Regions from separate parts of the Mus musculus genome. Here all the other regions are linked to region 7. A link is a contact called in public HiCAR-type, HiChIP or PLAC-seq and promoter capture Hi-C data. All regions are on one chromosome and are shown on one strand. The core of a region is the stretch at or near the end of the contact, and the rest is flanking DNA. Distances in the headings are between cores, read along the strand shown. Region 1 holds the start of Bhlha15 (basic helix-loop-helix family, member a15). Region 2 overlaps Eif3b (eukaryotic translation initiation factor 3, subunit B). Region 3 holds the start of Lfng (LFNG O-fucosylpeptide 3-beta-N-acetylglucosaminyltransferase). Region 4 holds the start of Chst12 (carbohydrate sulfotransferase 12). Region 5 holds the start of Eif3b (eukaryotic translation initiation factor 3, subunit B). Region 6 has its middle 12 kb from the start of Gm30603. Region 7 holds the start of Foxk1 (forkhead box K1).

Region 1 (3,262 bases), core at 180-2,679, 1.8 Mb before region 7:
AGCAGGCAGGCTCCTCACTGCCAACCTGCCCCGGAGCCCGAAGCGCGTGCTAGCTCCCCTCTCTGAAGCTGTGGATCTGTGTAGAGTAGCGTTGCAGGTGGCCTTGGGGCTGGTCCTCAGTGACACCAAGCATGGCCCCAGCTACCTGCTGCTGCTGCTGCTGTTGCTGCTGCTGGTGATGGTAGTGCTGGTATAATTTAGGGCCTGGCGCAGGACCTGGTGCCTCCAGCCCCGGGAGGCGGCTGCTGGACATAGTAAGTATGGTGGCGGTCAGCGACTTGATATAGTTCTTGGCCAGCGTGAGGGTCTCGATCTTGGAGAGCTTCTTGTCAGCCCGCACGTGCGGGATGACCTCGCGCAGTGCCTGGAAGGCATTGTTGAGTTTATGCATCCGCTGCCTCTCTCGCTCATTGCTCTCCAGCCGCCTCTGAACACTGTTCTCCCTGCGGCCACCAGACCCCTGTCGCCGGCGGCTGACCTCTCCCCGACCTCCGCTTGCACGCGCTGTCCTGCTCCGGAGACCCTTTGTCAGCTCTGACCCCCCTGAGCCTGACTGGGGTCTGTCAGGTGTCTGCTCTCCTGGGGTGGCTTCTGTGTCCTGCATGGGTGTTCGGCGCCGAGGGGGCCGGTTTTTGGTCTTCATAGCTCCAGGCTGGTTTTCCCAGGAGGTGGTGGCTGGGTGAGGCCCTTCCAACTGAAATTCAGAACACAGCCCCTCTGCAGTCATTCAGTGTGGCCAGTGGACACGCGGCATGGCTGTCTCATTGCTTCCTTAGCCAGTGCAGCTGACCACTGGTGCTTAGTGGACACCTAGGCGCTTCCCGTCCACACTGAACCCTGAGTTGACTCACCTGTGCTCCCAAAGCCCTGGCTGAGTTCACACTGACCCACTTTTCTCTAACCTACCATCCCTTCTTCCCTCCCCACTTATCTGGGAACCCATTTTGGGTCCCCTGCTCCTCCTGAGCCTCCGTACTTGACAATTTGCTTAAACCACCCAGGAACAGGTCCCAACCCTGGCTTATGGGTCCCCCCCGCCCCCCGACACTGTCATTTGTCCCAGACAGGCAGCACCCTTTAAACATCACGTTTACAGCTGGACATGACACAGGTCCAGACATGATCAGAACCAGAACCTCAGTGAGTGCACGCAGGACAGCTCACAGGTCAGACTGATAGTTGCCAAGGCCCTGCAGCAGCCCCCAGTTCTACCACGTGGACAGCACCAGCCAGTCTGAGTGGAAGCCACCATCCCATCTGTCTGTCTGTTTTCCCCTACAGCTGCCAGGCGTCTGATCAAGCTTCTGGGGTTCCCTCCCAGCAGTCCTATATAGTTTCCCCAACCCCTTGGTTTACCTGGGGATTCGAGGCCGTACGCGCAGAGGCTGCCCACGGGGGACAAGGACACGTAGCTTTAGCCACCACGGGCGGGGCTGCGGGAAGCATGTAAATGAGTTCGCTGGGAGGGGCCAGGGCGGCACCTGCGGCCACGCCCCTCGCTCTGAGGACCCGTGCGGACCCGCCTTCCCTTCCCTCCCTCCAGTTCTGAGAGCAGGCGACCTCTCTGGGGACTTGCCAGGGCGGGGAGGGGGGGGGGGGGACCCGGATCGCATCTGGCCAGGACACCTGGCCTTGGGGTTAAGAGTCAGAACAGAGTCTAGGATAAGCCACCCTGCATAGTCTTGCAGGAACCACATCCACCTCCCTGAGCGAAGCTGGCAAGCTCTCTCCTTCCCTGCCCTGGAGCACCCTGGTTTCTCCAGCGGACTCTGCTAGTCCTAAGGGCTCAAGGACAGGGCTGTTCCTCTTTTTGTCTCCCCTTACTGAAATGGGGTGCAAGGGGGTGCCACCCATGTCTACCTATCTGTTGCTAGCTCCTGCCTTGGTTTCCCGAGGTTACAAGGGAATTACAATATAAAAGGTTATGGGGCAGTAAGATGCCTATGGGTAGAGGGGAAGATGCCAAGACTGAGGAGCCTGGGACCCACAAAGTGGGAGGAGAGAACCAATTCCCCCAAGTTGTTCTCTGACCTCTATGTGAGTGTCATGTTGCTCACAGAAAACAGGTTTTCTTGCTAGCCTTTATCTGTGTGTCTATTTTTGGTGTATGTGCATGCTCCTAGGTCAGAGGGACAGCTTGCAGGAGTCTGTTCTCTACTTCCACCACGTTGTGCCGGGGTCGAACTCAAGTCCTTCGGTTTGGCTGCACGTGACGTTACCAGCTGTGCCATTTTGCTAGCTGTAGCACACTGGCTGCCCTTGCGCACCTGACCCTCCAGTGTCTCCTCTGCCTCCCAAGTGCTAGAACTGCAATTGGGTCATGGCACACTCAACTAAAATGTGCTGAAAATATATATTCTTTGATCCAGTGACTGTTGTAGTTACAGATGTGTGTTGGGGCAGTGTGGTGCTAGGGACCAAACCAGTGTTTCTTCACATGTGCTCAGCTCAGCTACATCCCTGGCTCTTTTTTTTCCTTTTAGAGACAGACTCCAAAGCCAAGGCTGTCCTCAGACTCATGGCTACCCTTCTGCCTCAGCCTCTTGCTGCAGGAATCATAAGGGTAACTGGTCACTAGGCTCAACTAATAGTAGTGTGTCTCCCCCCCACCCCCCCATTAATAGGACAGGTCTAAACAACTCAGCCAGGACTCTGCATAGCTCTGGCTAAGTTCAGCAGGCTTGGGTCTCAGTACTTGTGACACAGTCATGTGGGCCATGGTTCTGGTAGAAAGCTGTCACCTCCCTCATGTCATTTGGACTTCAATGAAAGGACTGGGGGCGGGGGGAACTGAGACACCCCCATACTGCATACAACTGCTACTGCTTTTTGAGACAGGACCTCATCCTTACCAGAGCCTGGGCTGTTATGGACACATGGCAATCCTCCTGCCTCAGCACCCATCTGCTGGTATTACAGGCACACACCATGCCAAACCCAGTGAAAGGCTGTTTTGTTTGGGGTGTGTGTGTGTTTTGTGGTACCCGTGCATGTCCACAAGTGTAAGGTGTGAAGGTCAGAGTTCAACATCAACTGTCATCCTCGGGGCACCGGTTTCTGTTTTGTTGAGGCGGGATCTCCCACTGGCCTAGAGTGCTAGGCTGGCCAGTGAGCCCCAGGGTCTGCTGCCTCTGCTACCCCAGAACCAGACGACAGGCATACTGGCTCCACTCTACCCGACCTTTTGATTTTAAACATCATGGGTTTTAGAAACAGAACATAGGTTTTCTCAGCAAATAAGCCATTTCCCAGACAGAAAGGC
Region 2 (3,198 bases), core at 411-2,910, 2.0 Mb after region 7:
GATCATCCTATTGCTATATGTCAGAGTCTGGAAAGAACTCACCATCCTCCTGCCTCAGCCTACTGGGATTATAAGCACTGCCTAACCTAACATGGCTTTGGGTCAGGTCTCATTGGCCCTGCATCTCTTCAGAGCCCTCTCCACGTCCTACCTCCACTCTCCATTGACTGCCCCTGTCCAGTCACAGGACAAATGCTTGGTTTCCTTCAGTGCCACAACAGTTCCCTTACCCCAACCAGGCAGGGACCACAGACCTTTATCTGATCCTGGCTGAGGAGTGTTGGGGGCCTTGGTCTCCAGAGCAGCTGGCAGAAGCGGTCCTTGTTGTTCTTCTGCAGAAGGCGACCTTGGAAGGTCCACAGCCAGTAAGCATTGTCCACCTAGAGGGCAGTGGGAACCATCATGCAAAATGTGCAAGGCTGCCCTGGACCGTTACTCTTAGCAGCCACAGCACCAACCTGAGCTCTGGACAAAAACACCTGCACCTGGCTGTGTTCCCCCTCCAGCAGAAAAGATGGCTAGCAAACAATGCTGCAAGGATCCTGGGCCTGCTCGTCACCCACTGGTCTATGACAAGAAACTCTCACAGCAGTGCCAATGAGAACAGCAGCAACTTCAGCTTAGCTTTCTCCGCAAGATTCTAGAGACAGATTCTCTCTGTGTAGCCCTGGCTGTCCTGGAACCCTCTCTGTAGACCAGGCTGGCCTCGAACTCAGAAATCCGCCTGCCTCTGCCTCCCAGGAGCTCCGCCTCAACTCAAATGCTGGGCTCCTTGCTGCCAACCATCTCTTCAGGGGCTTTGTGAACTGAATGGAACAGCCCCACATAGGCTTTAAAGACTCTCACTTCCTTCCCCTCGGCCCTTTTGGGGGTGGGAGATGCTGGGATGGAACCCAGGCAGGTGCTATGCTATGCACTGACATTGCCAGTCCTACAATGTGCTACATAAGTGTTGGGATGGGTCCTAGACAGCACATCCTGTCCTGAGTATAGAGTGCTATTCCAGACACTACCCAAGGACTCTGGGAAGCAAGGGGTCACATCTCATCAGCTGGAGCCCTCTGAGCTCACAGGTTTTGTTTTCATGGACTGGTTCAACTGTCTACTTAACAGTAAACACAGGCACAGTGCTCCAGCAGGCCCAGCCAAGCAGACATGCCCAATGCTCTGGTAGCTGACCCCTCAGCTGCGCGAGGTTTGTGAATAATGCCCTCAGCTTGGGATCCCTGGATATAACAGCCCCACAGGAACAGTTTCTGTCACCAGCCTTGAGAGGTTTCGTTCTCTAAGGGCCCAGCACCTGCCATCTTCTACCTTGTGGCTCCACCACGACACAGAGGTAACCACGTAGCGGCCAGTTGGGTCCCATTCAACATCGGAGGCCATGTAGTGCTCTGCAATGTTCATGACGGTGCAGTCTGAAGTGTCGACAAACGCCAAGGCACCGTTCATGCTGTGGGGTGACAGGGCAGCTGATCCCACAATCCCCTGTACCCCCACCGGGAGTCCAATGCCCCTCACCACAACTGAGAACTGAGTCACAGGGTGAGAAAGGATGGAGGACTCTGCTGGGCTGTAGTTAGTTCCCTGAGCCTTGGCCCTATTGCCCTCACAGTGACAAATTTCCTAAGGACATCCTGAGGCTGGGCCCAGGACATGGATGGTGTACACAGTGCTCTGTGGCATCTGGAGAAGTTTCCACAGTGGCACAAGCCACAGCCATCCTTCCCACCAGAGGGCAGGGCTGGGCTTGCTCACCACTCCGGTGTGCTCAGCTGGCCACAGCCATCCTTCCCACCAGAGGGCAGGGCTGGGCTTGCTCACCACTCCGGTGTGCTCAGCTGGCCACAGCCATCCTTCCCACCAGAGGGCAGGGCTGGGCTTGCTCACCACTCCGGTGTGCTCAGCTGGCCACAGCCATCCTTCCCACCAGAGGGCAGGGCTGGGCTTGCTCACCACTCCGGTGTGCTCAGCTGGCCACAGCCATCCTTCCCACCAGAGGGCAGGGCTGGGCTTACTCACCACTCCGGTGTGCTCAGCTGGCCACAGCCATCCTTCCCACCAGAGGGCAGGGCTGAGCTTGCTCACCACTCCGGTGTGCTCAGCTGGCCACAGCCATCCTTCCCACCAGAGGGCAGGGCTGGGCTTGCTCACCACTCCGGTGTGCTCAGCTGGCCACAGCCATCCTTCCCACCAGAGGGCAGGGCTGGGCTTGCTCACCACTCCGGTGTGCTCAGCTGGCCACAGCCGTCCTTCCCACCAGAGGGCAGGGCTGGGCTTGCTCACCACTCCGGTGTGCTCAGCTGGCCACAGCCATCCTTCCCACCAGAGGGCAGGGCTGGGCTTGCTCACCACTCCGGTGTGCTCAGCTGGCCACAGCCATCCTTCCCACCAGAGGGCAGGGCTGGGCTTGCTCACCACTCCGGTGTGCTCAGCTGGCCACAGCCATCCTTCCCACCAGAGGGCAGGGCTGGGCTTGCTCACCACTCCGGTGTGCTCAGCTGGCCACAGCCGTCCTTCCCACCAGAGGGCAGGGCTGGACTTGCTCACCACTCCGGTGTGCTCAGCTGGCCACAGCCGTCCTTCCCACCAGAGGGCAGGGCTGGACTTGCTCACCACTCCGGTGTGCTCAGCTGGCCACAGCCATCCTTCCCACCAGAGGGCAGGGCTGGGCTTGCTCACCACTCCTGTGTGCTCAGCTGGGATGCAGGGCAACAAGAGATAGGCACCCCAACCACAGACGGGAGGACAGCCTCCAGCTAACGTCTGTCCCACTGGAAGATGCGGGATTCACAGGAGGGGTACAAGGCTATGATCACAGAGGACACATCATCTGCAAGTCACGACTTCCATCAGCCTGTTGTGGCCGGAGGCTCAGCTGTGACAAATATCTAGTGAGATGACAACGCTCCCCCTCAGCACAAACCCTCAGGAGTAGGGCGCAGCCACAGTGGGCAGGGCCCCGACCTACCTCCTCAGCCCGGCCAGCACCACGAACTGCCCCTGGGGACTCCAGAAGATGGTGTTGGCTTGCTGCTTGTCAAACATCTCTGCAAGAACAACAAGTACTTCTGGGGGACTGAGCTAGCCTCTCTTGAGGAGAGCTGGCACAGACAAAGTCCACGTACGACTCCAACCAACCCACGGGCCACCCTGGGAGAACCTTCAAAACCATGCCCCGTTCAGTTATACCTAAAG
Region 3 (3,223 bases), core at 680-3,179, 1.8 Mb after region 7:
TCTGGGTAGGGGGCCCCCTTATTCAGAATGACTGCTGGGATCACCAAGAGCCTCCAAAGTTCTACAGTCCACTTTATAATACCTCACTAGAAAGTATTTCCCTTTTCTGAGAGCAAGAGAGGATCAGAGAGACCCTAGGCTTCTCACCAGACCACACAGTCCAACTGAGTCCCAAATCCCTGAATAAGAGTTTCTCAGAACCGATAGTGGCCCAGAGTGGGATAGATGCTATCCAATATCACACAGCAGGAAGGCTGAATGAAGGGGTGGGGGAATGCCCTGGCTCAGGGATCGTGCCCCACGAGGGCTGTCATTCAGGGCTGGGGGGAGGACACAGAGGCCCCCTCATCACCAGGCAACCTGAGTGGCCAGCACGCCAGCCAACGGTTCCCATGGAGCGCATAGCTGTACACAAGAGGCCGACGCCTTTCTCGGCTGGAGAAAGGGGCTTTGTTGCCTTGCCCAAGGGGCCGGCGTGAGAGCAGCCTAGCGCTGGGAATCCTAACGGCACCACAGCCAAACAAAACCCATGGCCCCCCGCTGCCCCCTCCCGAAGGCCTGCTGAGCCCCTGGGAAAGGGACGCCTCATTCTCAGGAGGCTACGGTGGGGTTCTCAGGGCCCCTCTTTGACCAAGACTAGATAGGAGCCTGTCCTCTTAACCTCCACTGTCCTAAAGCGAAGTCTCACTGGGGCTGGGTCAGGAAGGAAAGTGAGTCTTAGTCTTCACACCAAATATCTACCCCCACCCCTACACACACACACACACACACACACACACACACACACACACACACACACACACGCAGTGCACTCTGCTCTCCCGCCCCAACGGTCCTGTTGTAGCCTCCAGGGAGATTTTCAAAGTGGGGTGTGTCTTTTTATTATGTGTATGAAGTTGGTCTAACAGGAGGTGGGGGAGCTGAGCTACTGAAGTCAGGGTTCTGAGCAAGTCTGGAGAACTAGCACCCATTTCTTTCACTTTGCCTGGTCCAGGGGTGTGCTATGCCTTTTCCTCCCTCCCTTTCAAGGGGGCGTACCTTCCACCCAGGAAGAAGGAAGGGGAGTGAAGGGGACCCAGGATGGAACTGAGCCAATTTGCTCGAAAAAGTTTAGGAACAAATATGGCCATTCACTCCAGTGTTTAGGAGAAGCGTTACAGAGCCAGCCCTAAGCTGGAGGCGACTCATCCAGACACAGAGCATGTGGCTGGGGTGACCCTGGGCAACACGGAAGGAAGCTTCCAGGGTAGTAAGGCAAAGTGAACCCCAGCAGCCACACGGGGCTGTAATGGGATTTATCAGTGTCATCGTTTCCCAGATAGACCCAAAGCAATTAACGCATCGGGAACCGCTATCGTCAGTCACCAGTTGGACCAGAGGGTGATCCCCACTTCATCCCCCTGCCCAGGCCGCGCTGGGTCTCACCATCTCCTTGTGGCGCGAGATCCAGGTCTCGAACAGCAGATCGAGCCGCGCGCGGTGAAACTTTCTGGTGGTCTTGACGGCGATGAAGACGTCGCGAGGGGACAGAACTTCGGCGGGGGGACGCGGATGGCCGTCGCCCTGGCGAGAAGCGACCCCGGGCGGTGGATCCGCGTCTCTGCGCGCGCGGGTGAGTAGACTGAAGTACTCGGAGAGGCTATGCACCTCGCGGGTGAGGACTCCGGGATCCACAGCCGCCCTGGACCCTGAAGCCGGAGCTCCTCCAGAGGAGCCCGCCAGGCTACGCAGCGCGCGCCGTCCGCGCTCAGCGGGCATCGGAGTCGGTGGCGGGTCGGCCGTGAGCACCAGGAGACAAGCCAACAGCGCGCCCACCAGCGCCAGCAGCAGGCGCCGGCCGCACCGCTGGAGCATGGTGGCCGGCGGCCGCACGTAATATCTATCCCAGTGCCAACTGGTCCGGCTGCCCGAGGCTCCCGGTCCAGCTGCGCGCCTCTCGCTTCAGGAACTCTTAAACCTCCCCTGCCCGCCACGCCTCCACGCGCTAATTGGCTGCTAGCCTTGGGGCGTAACCTTTAGGGAGATCTCTCCTTCCCACGTGGGATACGGACAAGGGGCTGGGAACCACCCAGCTGGGGTACCCACGGCACCCGCCCCCTTTGTGCACGAGCCTGTCCCGCCTGCGCCGAGTCACCCTCCGGAGCTGCTCTGGGAGACACCCAGCCTGACCAACGCCCGCCACGGCTGCACGTGGAGGACGCGCCCCCGAAGCTGGGACCTGGGTGATAGGGCCAGTGCTCCTCCGCGGGCGACATCCTTGGCTTCTCGCTGTGCATTTCCTGTCCCCGAGCGGGTTTCCTTCCCTGGGGAACGGTGCTGACTGAGCCAAAGTGGTAGCCTGCAGTGTGTCCTGAGCGATTAATTTTGAGCTGCCCTTACTGATACTTATGTCTTAGGAGTGGACCTGAAGTTCAGGCAAAAGGGTATCAGTGACAAAATTCTACGTCCCTCCGTCGGTCCATCCTTCCCTCCTCCCCCAGGCAGGCCTGTCTTGGCATCATGTTCCTAAATGGGGAGGGTTGGTCCCCAAAAACCTCAGGCACCCCGTAGCGAGGAGACACTCAAGCAGCCTCTTTCCTCGAAGGATGAAAGGCTACCTTCTGTTCCATTTGGTTCCTCCGCACTCCTACCAGATGTGACCCAGCTGTGCGCCATCCCAGACCCGCCTCCCCGGCACACGGCCCCCTTCCCACGGGCGGGGGCCTTGCCTGCGCCTAGCACGAGCGGGGGCGGCAGGAATGTGCGCCTAATGGTAGGGTGAGAGGCTACGGGTCCGGAAATGGCCAAGGGTCCCCTGGAGTGGGAGCAGGGTCCGAGCCCGAGCCTGCTGCATCTTCCGGGAGCGCAGCTGGGGGCGGCTCTCCGCCTGGCTGCCCCTGGGTCTGGTTGGCTTCAGTTTCCGCGTCCCCCTTCAAAGGAAGTCTGAGCCCACCCTGCCACCACGGATAAACTGCTGTTCCTTCTGTCGCCGACTCCCTAGCGTTTATATTTTAGACCGGAGTATCATTTCTAATTATTTCTCTACTACACTCTTCTTAATGTCCGTCCCTCTCTTGGAGGTTAAAAGAAGGCATCAGGCTGGATCAGGTAAAGACTTACTGCAGGGGCTGGCCAGATGGTTCAGTGGGCAAACGCAACTGTCACCTAGGCAGATTTGAGTTTATTTCCCAGGACCCACATGGTCAGAAAGAACCAACAATATGTTGCCCTCTGACCTCCACAC
Region 4 (3,483 bases), core at 265-2,764, 1.9 Mb after region 7:
TTTCTTTTGTTTGGTTTCTTTGAGACAGGGTTTTATGTAGCCCAGGCTAGACTTCAACTGTAGACCCTCCTGCCTTCACCTCTTGGGGATTACAGGTACGTGCCACCTTTCCTGGCATTCTCTTTGCATACCGCAAACGTCTTTCATACACTTGGCACTCAAGTGGCCCTGAACCAGGACGACCTGAGCTACCCAGGGCCCATGGTTCCCAGCATTCCACCCAATATGGTGGTTTGCCCTTACAGCAGGAAACTGAAGATGCAGACCCACGAAAGCGACATGACAATACGGGTACAAGCAAGCTCAGCCCCAGATCCTAGCAAGGAAATTAAACATGAAGGTACAGGCAGGCCCTTTTGTAATTTTTGTGTTGTTTTGTTTTAAGTCTGAGTCTTACCCTGTAGCCCAGGCTGGCCTGAACCTCACTATGCGGCCCAGGCTGCCCTCAAACTCACAGCAATCTTCTTGCCTAAGCTCACAAGAACTGGCACCACGCTCCACCTTAGGCAACTCGCTCCACCTTAGGCAACTCGCGAAGTTGCAGTATCATACCCAGCACATAGCAGTTTCCCAACAATCTTTTTTCTCTCCTTCACACCCGGAAACAGGGCCCTAACTCATGTTACCTAGGCTGGAGCCACACGGTGCTGTCCCAGCAATGGAAGGCTCACAGCCCCGTTCTCCCCCGAGGGTGACATTCCCACTCAATTCCGGGGCTCCCAGCGCAGCGTGGGATTATAAAATAAATAATTTAAGAAGGGTGCAAACATTACAGCTCTCTGTGCGACAGCTAGGCGGATGTGCGGAAGGAACCCAAGGTCTGCCAGCGATGTCTTCGTGGCCAGAAGCCCAAAGAGAAGATAGGTCCTACTGTTAGCCACTAATGCGCGGCTTCCTGTGGCCCACCAGGCATGAGGCTGCTGCTGGGGGCACCCGCAGCAATGCACAGGGCAGGAGGATGCTCAGTAGACTGGGGTGAGATGTGGGGCCAGTGCTTGCTCGGTACAAAACCTGGCTTCGGAGACAGCCTCCTGCAAGGTCTGGCCGGGACACTGCAGCACAACAGTCTCTGAACAATTGCTTTCTCGCCTGGACACCCAAACAGCCAGAGGCAAAACTGGGAAGGTGTTTTCCCAACCTCCGAGCCAGCCGCTACTACTGCAAAGGAGGTCGGCCAAGTGGCCACACCTTCCTCCACGCATTCTGCAGGGCTGCACAAGAAGATGGCTCAGAGAAGGTGCACGCTTGGCTAAGGTTACACAGCCAGCTGGACAGAACTGGGATTCGAACCCGGGACCACGTGGGAGCTGCCTAAGCCAGGCAGAAGGAGGTACCAATCTGCATCGCCAAACCATGGACCATCGCCCCACCCTAGGACTCGGGACTCCTACGCACCCCTCGCTCTGCTCGAGCCTGCGCTCCTCACCTAGCGCCCGCCACAGTCACCGCCGCTGCTGCTGTTGCTGGTGATGCTGATTCTGCAGCCGAAATCGCCTCCTCCCGCTAGCAGCCCCGCCCGAGGCGCGGCTCCGCCCCCAGGCAGACCTCCCTCCATCCTCTCGCGAGAGCTAACGAGCGGGACTACGCCCGTTCTGGATGCGCTTGCGCACTTCTCCCCGTTCCTGCCCTCGCCAGCCAGTGCCATGTGGCACCTTATTTACGGCCAGAGATTGGTCCCACCCACCATCCCTGAGCGTCCCGCCCCTTTTGCAGCAACCAATCCGGAGTGGGGGCGTGGCTGATCTCAAGGGGCGTTGCCTGTCTCGCAGTTTGAACTTGCAACGTGGGCTGTGCAAGCTGACAATCCTGTCAGAGTTTATGGGGCTTAAGAGAGACCATGCAGGTAAAGCTCTTAGTGAGAGCCAGGCATGGTGCAAGCTGTCACCGCAGCTACTTGGCAGGGGGGAGGGAGGAACGGGAGGGGCTGAGGCAGTAGGATAGGAAGTTCCAGGTTAGCCGTACTTAATGAGAGCCTGTCTCAAAAACAAACAAACAAACAAACAAACAAGGTATGGGGAGAGGATTCAGTGGGTAAATGAGGTGCTCGCCTCACAAAGGTGAGAAACTGTGGTCAGATCCACAGAACCTGTGAACAGCCCATGCTCGTGAGCCAGGCTCCGTGGTGCTTGCCTGTATGGCAAGACCGGGAGGCAGAGAGAGAGTCTGGAGCTTGCTGGCTCCCTAGCCCTCTCTATATGGTGAAGTTTCAGACAAAAGAGAAGCTCTGTCTCAAACAGAAGTTGGAAGGTGCCTGAGGTTGTCCTCTGAGTCCCACATATCACACATGAGGTGCACACATGCACCTGCAAAAGAAAGCTAGCGTGGTGACGCACACTTAACATCCCAGCACTGAGCTGCCTTCCCAAAGCAGGGGACTGGTTCCGAGCCAACGGGCTCTCCCAGTGCCTAGGGTTAGAAGCCTCTTTCTGTAGCAGTATGACACAGAATGGCAGAGGACAGAACCTAGGAAGATTTATTATATTCTGGTGGCAGATGATCCCATCTTACTAACTAGGATTCAAAACCTACAGCTGAGTCCCCTGGGTTGCCATGTGTGCGTGTGACCTGCTCAGGCTGCTCTAACTGTAACACAGACCCAGCCTCAACTATGGACAGCTCTTTTCCTAGGGTTCTGCAGGCCAGATGCCAGGAGTTGAGGTAGCAAGCAGGCTGGTTCTTGCAGAGAGCCCTGCAGGAGCATCTTCCAGCCCTTCTCTTTACCTCCCTTTTGCGTACTTCAGCCCAGATTTCCATTTTCATAAGGGCACAGCCAGACAAGATCAGGACTATCCCATGACCTCATTTCATTACCATTCTCCTGGCTCAGTCTCCAAATAAGGTCATCTCTAAGGCACTAGGAGCTAGAGCACCAACATCTCTTTCCTTTTGGGGCTGGAAGATAGAACACAATTCAATCTATAACTGTAAGTTCGAGGGCTCAGGTGTGGTTCAGGGGGGGTAGAATGCTTGCTCTGCCCTGGGCTCCATCTCTATCAATGTATAAACAAGGCATGATGCCACACATCTGCAACCCCAGCATTCAGGAATTGTAGGCAGTAGGATCAGAAGTTCAAAATCATCTGTGAGCCAGGCGTGGCGGTGCACACCTTTAATCCCAGCACTCGGGAGGCAGAGGCAGGCGGATTTCTGAGTTCGAGGCCAGCCTGGTCTACAAAGTGAGCTCCAGGACAGCAAGGGCTATACAGAGAAACCCTGTCTCGAAAAAACAAAAAACAAAAAACAAAATCATCTGTGGATGTACAGTGAGCTTGAAGATAGCCTGGGCTACATGAGACAATGTCTCCAACAAAACAAATGAACAAACAAAGCATAAATGTTATATACTACATTTTTTTAGACAAGGTCTCTCTATATAGCTGGGGCTGTCCTAGAATTTACGGAGATCCACCTGCCTCTGCCTCCACCATGGCCTCTGCCTGCCTCTGCCTCCCAAGTGTTGGGGTTAAAGGCATGCACCACTAT
Region 5 (3,565 bases), core at 430-2,929, 2.0 Mb after region 7:
AAACCATGAAGTGACAGGGACAGCCCAGACCCAAAATAGCCAAAGGAACCAAGGATTCAAAAGGAGCTTCAAAGTCAAAGCTTAGGCTCTAACATGGGGAAAACAGGTACATTAGCAAGCACTGGAGTCGGGCGAGAGTGGGAACCCAGAAACCTGCTCTACCCAGATAAACGTCCTCAAGGCTGGAGCCTATAGATTCCTCACATTAGTTTATCGGCTTCTCACTCTTAGCCATCTTTCAAGAAATAAGCCAGGCATGGTGACTCACATCTCAAATCCTGGCAATCTGAAAGTGGAGGCAGAAGGATGGGGATCAAAGACAGCTTCAGCTTCATAAAGAGCTGGCCAGCCTGGACCATGCCAGACCCTGTTTCACAACAAAACAAAACAACCCCCACAAACATACAAAAGGATTAAGTCAAACAATGGTGACATCAAATGACGACCTCTTGAAATATTGTAAGTTCTAAGTTGACAACTATATTGGGGCGCTGAATTTTCATGGTAGTTCAAAAGCAATTGTTTGGGAGTACATGTCTGTAGGACCAGCACCGTGAAAACTGAGAAGAACCAAGAGTTCAATTTCAGCCTGAACTACATAGAGAGGCCCTGTCTCGTTTAAAAAAAAAAAAAAAAAAGTGGTGTTCTTAGGCCCTTTGGCCCTTGGTATTAGCCACACCAACACATGAAGGAACTGGCTCAAGTGAAGTTGAAACGGCAGAGGAACACATGCTATCAACTGTCAAAAAAGATTTTAGGAATCTGGCTCCTGTGCAGGTAGACAGAAACAATGCCTTTAAAAAGCCAGTCACCATAGAAGAAATCATGAAGTAAGCGGCCAAACGAACAATGTGAAAAAGCAATGGTCCAGGGTACCGACCTAGTAAAAGGAAGCAGGTTGGTAATGTGCTTGGGTCCGATGGCAATGCCTTACTACGGAAACCATTGGGAACACAGCAACTGGTCAACCCTGGAAACCCTTGGCCAGGAAACTGGAATGCCCCCAGATAGTCCTGTTCGTCCTGCCCTCCACCAACCCCCAGGTGCAAGGGCTTGCCGCAGAAACGGACTCCCCAAATGGTCCCCCACTGTAGAGGAAACAAGATCGTTGTAACCGGGAGACCTCGCGCCCTGGCCGGGGACACGATCGCCCTTACCTTCCTCGCTCACGTCGTCTACGAAATCCTCGGGGTCGCTGAAGGAGGGCTCATCTGCCTCTCCGTTCTCCAGAGCCCGCGGCTCCGCCTCAGCCGCGCTCCCATCAGACCCGCCCTCCTCCTCCGCTCCAGCCGAGGGGTGCCCCCGGGCCTGCTCGCCAACGGCCTCTGCCTTCCCGGGAGCAGAGGGCTCCTGCGACGGGGACCGCTCCGCCGACTGCGGCGTGGGCGAGGCGGCCGGACTCGTCGCCGTTTCCTCTTCGGATTGGGCCGCCGGCTTGGCCCTCACTTCGGGCTCCGGTCCGGCCTCGGCGTCTTCTTCGGCGTCTTCCGTCTGCCCCACTTCGGACCCCCCAGACCCTGCCGCCTCGTCCGTCGGCGGCGACTCGGAGGCCGGCTGCTGCCTCGCGGGCTCAGCCCGCTCCTCGGCCGCCTCGGGCACCGCCACGTTCTCAGCGTCCTGCATGGGCCCGCGCTGCTTCTCACCCGGCTCGGCCGCCCTGCTTCCGACTCCCAGAAGTCACCGCGCGCCGCTAGCGCGGAGCCATGTGCGTGCAGCGATGGGATCGTACCAAGATGTGGCTCGGGGGAGACACCCACGCCCTCATTCCTCACGATCAGCCCGAGAAAACTCAGATATGCATAAAAATCTAGAAACAATTAAAATAATAAGTTTCAAGATATGCAAGTTTATTTATAGCCCAAAAGGTTTTTTAAGGTAGCAAATAAATTCACAAGGATATGTGGCTCCCCCATTCTAGCTAAGAAATAGTTGCGTCCAAGATGGTAGAAGTTCCTTTGCCTCTCCCAGCGGGCGCTACGGGGAAGGACTGTACTATCTGGGGAGCATCAAGTGGATTCTCAAATGATTAACACGCGTAACTGTATGAAGACAAAATATGTGACCATAAAATAATGCCAAGACAACTGAAAGCTCCACACATGATTCTTTGTAAGCTTTGCTTTTAATCAGACAGACTGCTTGACTGACATGACTGGCTTCGCTCCCCCGTAAGGTCTTGCATTTTAGACCGGTCCACTGACGGGGCAAAAGAACGAAGGGTTCCAAAATTACGCGAGGAGCTCGCCGACAACCAGGGGCCGCCAACACACACAAGAATGACTGCCCGCACAATGCAGAGTCGTGTGATGAGCGGCTTTAATCTCAATGGCCATCCTCACTGCAGCGGCTCGCAATTTAGCGTTGGCCCCAGACGTGAAAGTCACTGTGATTCTGTCTGCCGGTGACTGCGGTCTTCACGCGCGGGAGAGCGCGATCACGTGGGCCAGCGTGGGGTGGACGGGACGGAACCTTCGTGGAGTGACCAGGGGGACCCCAAGAGTGGTTTGCTTGAAAAGATAGTCAAGATTTTTGATACTTCCAGTTCAAAGTTTCGAAAATCTTAATAAGAACTAGTTGAGGGGACTAAGAGCTTAAGAACACAAGTTTCGCTCTCAGTACCCATATGGTAGTTTACAACCATCTCTTAACTCGAATTTTTTTTTATGCGTATCAGTGTTCTGCCAGCAAGTCTGTCTGTGCACCGTGTACAAGCGGAGGCCGAAAGAAGGCATCGTATCACGCGCAGGACTTAGAGTAGACAATTATGAACCGCATGTCGTTGCTGGCAATAGAACCCAGGCTCTCTAGAAGAGCAGGCAATGCTCTGAACTGTTGAGCCTAATTTAAAAGACAAAACAACAACAAAAACAGTTGAGTCACCTCTCTGGTCCCAGATCATTCCTAAGAAAAAACAAACAAAACTTTCCTTTTTTTTTTTTTTTAAAGGACCTGTTAGTTGACCAGGAAGCATAGACTTGGAATCCCAGCACTGGGGAGACTGAGGCAGAAAGATCATGCCAGCCTGTGCGATATAAAGACTAAACCACAAAACATGTGAACACGGGCTGATGGATAAGTTAGTACTGGGCTGGCTGAGGTTTTTTTTTTTTTTAAGATTTATTTATTTATTTATTTACTACATGTAAGTACACTGTAGCTGTCTTCAGACCCTCCAGAAGAGGGGTCAGATTTCATTACAGATGGCTGTGAGCCACCATGTGGTTGCTGGGATTTGAACTTCAGACCTTCGGAAGAGCAGTCGGGTGCTCTTACCCACTGAGCCATCTCACCAGCCCCTGGCTGAGTATTTATGATCTACTCAGAAGTATTTATGATCTACTCATCATTTCTTGCTGTTAATCCTGACAATTGAGTTCTATCCTGCAAACTCATATTGTAGACGGAGAGAACTGACTGGGGCCAGGGGCGCTGATGTGCTAGGTACCCACTAAGTAAATTAATTTACTTTTTTTGTTTGTTTGTTTTGTTTTAAGAGACAGGGTTTCTCTGTGTAGCCCTAGCTGTCCTGGAACTCACTTTGTAGACCAGGCTGGCCTCGAACTCG
Region 6 (3,577 bases), core at 860-3,359, 1.8 Mb after region 7:
GAACCTTGGCTTATGATTTAGAGTAGAATTTCCAGCAATTTCTGAAGTGACCCTAAACATGCTTCTACCATCTTGTATGATATATTTATATAAAATGGCATTCTCAGCACTGACCAAAAAAAAAAAATCCATATTGATAAACTCTGAAAAATAAATATTTGGTTAACATTTTATATAAAAATAACAAGTATATATGTCCCACTAGTATACAAATTTGCTTTATTGTTGTGTGTGCATATGTGTGCAGTATATGGCATTGTGTGTATGGTCTTGTGTATGTGTGGGAGTTGTGGTACATGCACCTGTATGTTCATGTATGTGGAAGCCTAAGAAGGGTGATGTTTTAGTTTGGGTTTTATTGCTGTGAAGAGAGACCATGACCAAGGCAACTCTTATAAAGAAAACATTCAGTTGGGGCTGGCTTACAGTTTCAGAGGCTCAGTCCATCATCATGGTGGGAACATGGCAAAGTACAGACAGGCATGGTGCTAGAAGAGCTGAGAGTTCTACATCTTGATCAGAAGGCAGCCAGGAGGAGGGTCTGGATCACACTGGCCAGGACTGAGCATATATATATATATATATATATATATATATATATATATATATATACCTCAAAGCCCCGCCTCAACAGTGACACACTTCCTATAACAAGGCCACACCCCCTAAGGCCACACCTCCTAATAGTGCTGCTTTCCATAGGCCAAGCATATCCAAACCACCATAAGTGTAGAATATCTTTCTTCAGCTGCTCTCCTTATTCTTTTGTTTGTTTCTTGTTATGCAGCCTTGGCTGGCACAGAGATCCTCCTGACTCTGTCTACCGAGTGCAGTGGTCAAAGGTGTGTGCTGCCACCGACTGGCTTCCATCTTGATTTTTTTTGAGAGGAGCTCTCCGGTTGAACTTGGGGCTCATTGATTTGCCAGGACGACTGACCAATAAGCTTCAGGAGTCCCCCTGTCACTCGTGTACACCCTAAACACCAAGGCTGGGGTTATAAGCACACTCCACCATGGCTGCTTTTCAAATGGGTTCAGGGGATCTGAACTCATGTCCTCGTGCTTGTACGGCCAACATTTTACTGAGTCATCTCTTCCTCCCTTGTTCCTTAATAAACTGCAGGGTCCTGTGTATACCAAAGAATTGTTTTAAAGTAAATGTCTTTCTGATTTATGGTGAGCGTTTGGTTTGTGGACTTGTTTTTAATGTATGTAGCTATCTGAGATCATGTAAAGATGTCTCAAGCTTTGTAATTTGAGAAAGGAGTCAGTGTGGAAACCATTTGAGAAGCTGCGTTTCAGTGATGTACTGGTCTGGAATCCTAGATCCTGGGCCTCCATCTTCTGGGGGTGGAAGAGGAGGAGAGAGGGCAGATGTCTTTCATGCTCAGACTCATGGTTCTGAGGGAGATAGGGAGATAGAAAGTTGAGTTTCCCTGGAGAGGTCAAGCCAGTCTAGAGAGAGAGCTCGGCCTCCCCTTGGTGCCTCTGTCCATGGATCCCATCCTACAACACAGGGACCACACCCTCTAAGGACCTATTGCACCCTTGGTCTTGGACCTTCTGGCCCAGTGGAGTTGGTATTCTAGAGGGACTGTTGGCAAGTGACTCTGGAGGTCTCTAAAAGGTGGTGCTGACCTGCAAGCCCAGCAGGGACATCGTAGATCTAAGAATAGCCTGAGTTACATAATGACACCCTGTCACAAAAAAACAAGCAAACAAACAAACAACAAAAACTTAGAAAGGGGGCTGGCTGGGAGTTTAGCTCAGTGGGTGTAGTACTTGTCTGGCATACCCGAAGAGCAGAGGGCAGGCCAGAGAGATCAGGACTGAGGACTCTTCTCCACAATAGGAAAAACTGACCACCTGGCTGAGTCCAATTCCCGCCAAGCCACTGTAGTTCCCAGAGAACTGGAGGGCTAGGGACACAGGGACAATGCCAGGGACAAAGAGCTGGGGCCAGGGGCCCTGGGGGTTAGACTTATGGCCTCTCCTGACCTCAGCAGAGAAACTAGCCTTGTTGGGCACAGCCAAGTCACAGAGACCAGCCTGGGGGGGTGGGACCAGGGCAGTGAAAGGCCCAGAGAAAGGATTAGTCCAAGCCCAGAGGCCTGGCAGGTGCCATGGCAACCTGGAGCCCGAGCTGGGACAATAGGCCTGTGTTAACACCCTCTGTCTGCCTCTGTGGGGCTGGGGGCTTGTTAACCAGCTTAGCAGGCTGAGGGCGGCCATTCACATGGAAATATGGGCTTTGGAGCTGAGGGTGTGGGAGGTGACCGGGCAGGTGCAGGGACAGAGGGAAGAGTGAGTCTTACCTTCTTGCCTGGCCCACATTCCCACACTGCCCAGGGCTCAGCCATGTGTCCTGGGGGGTGGGAGTGGGTTGTTACTCTGTACGTGGACAGCGTGGGCAGCCCAGGCTTTATGGGACCCACAAAACATGGGATTGGTGAGGGTCCTGGGGAGGGCAGTGGGTGGGCTCTGGAGGTGAGAGACCTGTAAATGGAGATACTATAATGAGATGGACAATCTGTACTGCTACCCCAAAGCCAACCTTACCCTAAGGACTTTGAGGGTGTCCCTTCCTTCTCAGTTCTGTCGCCAGCCCCAGGCCCCGCTGTGCCTCTGGCTCCAGCCTCTGTCGACACAGGAGGCTGGCCTTGTAGCTTAGTTGCTCTCCTCTTCCACCCAGATGGCTCCCCTCCCCTCTGCCTCCTCACACCTGTTCCTTCTGCCCAGCCCCCATCTGGAACCCTCCCCCAGCCCAGCCCAGCCCAGCCCTGGTCCACCCTGCCTCACAGAAACCTTTCCCAAGCCCCCCCTACCCTCTAATGTAGTTCAGGCATTTGGTAGCATTTCTGATTTCTTTCAGATTTCCTATTCTACTCAGGCAGGTCTCTCCAAACTGCCATGTCAGGCCCTAGGCGTGTCTAGGGAGAACACTCACACAGGACTTACAAGAGGGACCAGTCCCTGACCATGTTGGGGGATGGCAACAGGTCAGGCCTCGAAGCCTCATTCTGAGGTTGCATGATGCTCACACCATCAGGGGAGGGACAGAGCCCCGAGGCTCCACTATGGCGCTGGGGAAAGCCCCTTGCAAACTGAGATGCCCTGGAATGCTTGGGCAGGCCAGAGTGACAGGGAAGGAGCCAAGCAGGTGTCTAAGCCTCTGTTGATGCAGGATTACAGCCATCTGGCTGCATCTCCGGGCAGTGTCCCTCCCTCCTGGCTCTGGGAAGCCACCAGGCAAGGCAGGGAGAGCTGCAGCAGTGGCAGGGTCAGTCTCAGTCTCTGCATGGAGAGAGCCGAGCATCTGAGGTGTGGAGAACCAGGGTGGCTCTGTAGTAGCCTCTGGGTTGGGACCTCTAGGTGGATGCTTCCCTTCGTGAGTTGGGGGAGGGGAGAGGCTCCCACGGGAGAAAAAGAAGCCCTGACAGTTTGTCCAGCAGGAAGCTGTGGTCATGGCCCTCTGCCAGAAGCTGTGTCCTTGTGGGGAAACTGAGGCTCAAGGGCAATGGTAGACTCGTGCCACTTAAAAATATTGTGCAGCCTGGTGTGGTGGCGCACGCCTTTA
Region 7 (3,461 bases), core at 823-3,322:
GTAAGGTAGGCATGGTACTGAAATGCCATAGGGCGCTGTCCTGGGAGCTGGCCAAGCTAAGGACAGACCTGTTTCCTACCATGTTCTGGAGGTAAACTGAGGCACAGCACTTCCTGTCCTGCCTCTTTAAAGCCTCTGCCTCCAGACATGCCTTTAAAGTATGGATTGCCCGCCCCCCGCCCTCAAGGCAGCTCACCATATACCTCTGCACCATATACCCCTGCACCGTATACCTCCCAGGTAACACCCTCCCAGGTGGGAGAGGCACAGCTCATCTGTCAGTCCGTCCTCACAGTGAACACTGGGTCCTGGCCTGTGTCGTCAGAGACAGGAGCATACCTAGCATTGTTCAGACTAGCAAAGGTCAGATGTGACCCTGGGGGTTCTGTATAAATGGAATCAGGGTTGAAGGCGATGGGCTGGGGAGGAGTGGTGTTAGTTCAGGCTGGGTGGTATCTCATGATGCTGGCCAGGGTTTAGGTCAGGGCGTGACCACGGAGAAGGGGAGTGTTTCAGGGCTGGAGGGTCTGGAGTTGACCCAAAGTAAAGATGGAGATCAGGGTGAGCTGATGGTTTCAAACCATTCGAAGTCAGAGATGACCTCTGAAGACTTAGGCTGTGTGAGATAAGGGTTAGGGGTGGCCCTAGGACCTTCAGGTTAAGGGAAGTCAGGGGTAACGGCTTCTGGCTGGTAGGATGGGGGTCAAGAGTGACCCCAGGTATTGAGGCCAGGTGGGATTAGGGATAAGCTGGGTTCAGAAAGGGTTGGAGATCATGGGTAGCCAACTCCAACATGGGAGGAGTGGAAGACAGATGGGGTTGGGGAGTGTGCAAGTGTGTGTGTGTAAGTGTGTGTGTGTGTGTGTGTGTGTGTGAGAGAGAGAGAGAGACAGACAGACAGACAGACAGACAGAGTCAGAGTCAGAGTCAGAGAGAGAGAAAGGGGTTAGAATGGACCCAAGTGTTCAGGCCTGTCCAGGGTCAGGGTGACAGGATTTCAGGCTGAATGGGAGTCGGGCCCATCCAGGGATCAGTGCCCAATGAGTTAACTGGGGAGTCAGGGTTAGTTGGGTCGTGATTAAGATCAGGACAACCACGGGGTCAGAGCCAGGTGATGGGTGAGATCACCAGTAACTTAAGGATCAGGCTCAGCTGGGCCGGGTGGGATGGAGATCTGTGTAACCAGGGGTCAGAGCTAGGTGGGATCAAGACTGGGAGATGGCTAGGGAATCAGAGCCGGATAGAGTCGAGATTAGAGGGGCTAGGGCCTGGCAGGGTCGAGATGGAGGAGGGAGTGACCAAGGGCTGGGACCCGGTGGGAACGGTAAGAAATTTGAGGCTCGACCCAGGTGCCAGACCAGGCGGAGGCGAGTTCAGGGGGTGACCGGGGGGCGGGGGGTTCAGGTTGAGCAGGGTCGAGATCACAGAGTGACAAGGAGCCAAGCTGGGCGGGGTAGAGGTCAGGGGTGGCCAGGGGGTTCAGGCCAGGTCCGGAGAGGGGTGACCCGAGGGTGGCGCAGTACTCACTGTTGGGGTAGCTGCAGGGCGGGCGCTCCGCGCCTCTGGAAGGCCCCGTCCACGAAGACGCCGTTCTTGCCGAGACAGCGAAGATAGAAGTGAGGCTCCTGGAAGCTGAGCTGCAGGTGGCGCCGGGAAATGAAGCTCGACAGGCCCATGCTTAGGTCCACCGAGCCCTGCGACGAGTTGCGGCCGATGGTGACGCTGGGCTGTCGCATCAGGAACTCGAACTCCCGACCCTCCAGGCGAGCCAGGGCAGGCCCGGGGCTCTGGCGCACGGAGGCAGCGGCCGCGGCCACCAGGGCGGGCGCGGTGGTGGTGGCAGTGGCGACGGTGGAGGGCACCGGCCCGGGGCCGGGCTCGGCGGGCAGCGCGGGCGGCCCGGGTGGAGGTTGCGCCGGCGGCGGCGGGGACGTAGTGGCCGGGAAGGCGGCGGCCGCAGCCGCGGCGCATAGCACGGGGCTGCAGGGAGCCGAGCGCAGCGCCAGCAGGGCGCGGGCGCCGCTGTCCTCGCCGACTTCGGCCATGTTCGCGCAGCTCCGAGCGGCTCCGGTGGCGGCCGAGGCGGCGCGGGGCGGGGCGGGGCGGCGCGCGCGGAAACCCGGGCTGGATCGTGGCCTGGAGCGGAGCCGGGACACCGCAGGACCCTCGCGCTGCGCGCGCAGCTTCCACTCGAGGTGGGCGGGTGCAGAGAGACACAGAGCCCCCTCCTCCAGTCCCGAAGGGTGCTTGGATTCATCACGTTTTTAGGGGTGTCCTATTGAGGCTGGAGTTTAAAGTCCAGGGATGCTTGAAATGGTCTCTGCTCCTTACTGATCGTTTCTGCACAGCTACTCTTTCTGTGCTTTGCTTTTTTTTTTTTTTTGGTTTGGTATAATGTTGCAAATTACATTTTATTCATTCATTTATTTACTTGTGGTTCTTTACCACGTGTGTGTGTGCGCGCGCGCGCGCACGTGTGTTTGTGTGGTCAGAGAGGACAGCTCTCAGCAGTCTATTCTCTCCTACCCTGTGGGGTTCTGAGGATGGCATTGAGGTCGACAAGCTTGGTGACAAGCACCTTTATTTACTGAACCATCTCGATTGTTCTTGTTTTGTTGTTTGAGATCCTGTCTCATACCAAGGCTAGCCTGGTTTTGAATACCTAGATCAGGCTGGCCTCAAATTCATGATCTTCCTGTTCCAGCTTCCTGAGTGTAGCTATTAAGGTGTGTGCCTAGCCCTTTAAAATCAATTTAAAAATTCATTTTTTAAAGACAGGGTCTATGTATGTAGACCAGATTGGCTTCTAGCTGACGACCAACCCGGCTCAGGCTCCGCAATTCTTGCTGGAGTCACAGCTGTGCACCACCACAGCTGGTTCCCCTTGCTCCTTTTAAGGCGAACAGTTCTGCCTGTTTCTAGGGACTGTGGACACCCGAAGATTGACGGTAGTTGAAAACACTTAAATGGTGAACTTGGCACCATGTGAATCCCTTGAGAATTTAAGGTCCTGCACTGGGATGCTAATTCCCCCAAGTCTTCCCCCAGGACCTGCAGCGCGCGAGTGCATGCACACACATACACACTCGATTTCTCACATTTAATAATGACTGAAGGAGCTGACACAGTTGGTAAATTGCCTGATGGCACTCATCCCCCAAGACAGGAAAGTTCATTCCCCGGGACCGACTTCAAAACCCATTGAGAGCTTCGATCTTCCCAGCGCTTTGGGTAAAAGGTTGACAGATAGATCCCTGAAGCTCATTGGCCAGCCTGCCTAGCCAATCAGTGAGCTCCACGTTCATAGTGGAAACACTGTTTCAAAACAAAAACAAAAACACGAATAAAACAGGGCTAAAGGAGCACACAGTTATTCACGCCTGTGCATGCACCGGCGCACGTGCACACACAAACACAAGTGCAAACATACACACACAAAAGAATGTCTAAAAATAATGATT

Evidence for each region. Promoter capture Hi-C pulls out the DNA fragments that hold promoters and counts their contacts. HiCAR-type assays count read pairs that join an accessible place to other places. HiChIP or PLAC-seq counts read pairs in DNA pulled down with a chosen protein or histone mark.
Region 1: a promoter capture Hi-C map of pre-B cells shows a contact between it and region 7, with 5 times the contacts expected there. The contact joins the promoter of Bhlha15 here to the promoter of Foxk1 in region 7. A contact is called at or near these places in 1 of 39 promoter capture datasets (pre-B cells) and 1 of 115 datasets of contacts at active chromatin or transcription factors (pancreatic cancer cells).
Region 2: a FOXA1 HiChIP or PLAC-seq map of pancreatic cancer cells shows a contact between it and region 7. The contact joins the enhancer-like site here to the promoter of Foxk1 in region 7. A contact is called at or near these places in 3 of 39 promoter capture datasets (hippocampal neurons, liver and pre-B cells) and 2 of 115 datasets of contacts at active chromatin or transcription factors (embryonic stem cells and pancreatic cancer cells).
Region 3: a contact with region 7 is called in a HiCAR-type map of astrocytes, with 3 times the contacts expected there. The contact joins the promoter of Lfng here to the promoter of Foxk1 in region 7. A contact is called at or near these places in 6 of 39 promoter capture datasets (the 3T3-L1 cell line, cranial neural crest, embryonic stem cells and 3 more) and 6 of 115 datasets of contacts at active chromatin or transcription factors (astrocytes, differentiating embryonic stem cells, embryonic forebrain and 3 more).
Region 4: a contact with region 7 is called in a promoter capture Hi-C map of embryonic stem cells, with 5 times the contacts expected there. The contact joins the promoter of Chst12 here to the promoter of Foxk1 in region 7. A contact is called at or near these places in 7 of 39 promoter capture datasets (the 3T3-L1 cell line, the C10 cell line, cranial neural crest and 4 more) and 7 of 115 datasets of contacts at active chromatin or transcription factors (the 230-238 cell line, embryonic forebrain, embryonic stem cells and 4 more).
Region 5: a promoter capture Hi-C map of liver shows a contact between it and region 7, with 5 times the contacts expected there. The contact joins the promoter of Eif3b here to the promoter of Foxk1 in region 7. A contact is called at or near these places in 6 of 39 promoter capture datasets (the C10 cell line, cranial neural crest, frontonasal cranial neural crest and 3 more) and 2 of 115 datasets of contacts at active chromatin or transcription factors (embryonic stem cells and large pre-B cells).
Region 6: a contact with region 7 is called in an H3K4me3 HiChIP or PLAC-seq map of pro-B cells, with 6 times the contacts expected there. The contact joins the enhancer-like site here to the promoter of Foxk1 in region 7. A contact is called at or near these places in 3 of 39 promoter capture datasets (the 3T3-L1 cell line, embryonic stem cells and hippocampal neurons), 5 of 115 datasets of contacts at active chromatin or transcription factors (T-cell acute lymphoblastic leukemia, embryonic hindbrain, embryonic midbrain and 2 more) and 1 of 9 other capture datasets (embryonic stem cells).

What each region holds. Positions count from the first base shown.
Region 1 is chr5:144,188,453-144,191,714 of GRCm38.p6, reverse strand. It overlaps Bhlha15 (basic helix-loop-helix family, member a15), which reads right to left and starts at 1,429. Exons shown (of 2, transcript NM_010800.4): 1 at 1,357-1,429; 2 at 1-694. The coding sequence starts at 643. The coding sequence ends at 50.
Region 2 is chr5:140,438,168-140,441,365 of GRCm38.p6, reverse strand. Eif3b (eukaryotic translation initiation factor 3, subunit B) reads right to left here. Exons shown (of 19, transcript NM_133916.2): 13 at 2,972-3,050; 14 at 1,315-1,453; 15 at 255-380. Among named protein-coding and RNA genes, the nearest start is that of Gm4869, 5.7 kb to the left of the region's middle. Within about 2 kb of position 1,660, at least 25 of the 459 cell types and tissues checked have an H3K27ac peak or open chromatin away from gene starts, as enhancers often do. A contact at or near this core is called in pancreatic cancer cells, where this site is marked.
Region 3 is chr5:140,606,047-140,609,269 of GRCm38.p6, reverse strand. It overlaps Lfng (LFNG O-fucosylpeptide 3-beta-N-acetylglucosaminyltransferase), which reads right to left and starts at 1,929. Exons shown (of 8, transcript NM_008494.3): 1 at 1,426-1,929. The coding sequence starts at 1,854.
Region 4 is chr5:140,503,640-140,507,122 of GRCm38.p6, reverse strand. It overlaps Chst12 (carbohydrate sulfotransferase 12), which reads right to left and starts at 1,514. Exons shown (of 2, transcript NM_021528.3): 1 at 1,427-1,514. All of the region lies in intron 4 of Gm38728 (a long non-coding RNA gene), which reads left to right.
Region 5 is chr5:140,417,419-140,420,983 of GRCm38.p6, reverse strand. It overlaps Eif3b (eukaryotic translation initiation factor 3, subunit B), which reads right to left and starts at 1,679. Exons shown (of 19, transcript NM_133916.2): 1 at 1,158-1,679. The coding sequence starts at 1,623.
Region 6 is chr5:140,582,758-140,586,334 of GRCm38.p6, reverse strand. No RefSeq gene overlaps it. Among named protein-coding and RNA genes, the nearest start is that of Gm30603, 12 kb to the left of the region's middle. Within about 2 kb of position 2,109, at least 79 of the 459 cell types and tissues checked have an H3K27ac peak or open chromatin away from gene starts, as enhancers often do. A contact at or near this core is called in embryonic stem cells and pro-B cells, where this site is marked.
Region 7 is chr5:142,400,108-142,403,568 of GRCm38.p6, reverse strand. Foxk1 (forkhead box K1) reads right to left here and starts at 2,072. Exons shown (of 9, transcript NM_199068.2): 1 at 1,528-2,072. The coding sequence starts at 2,045.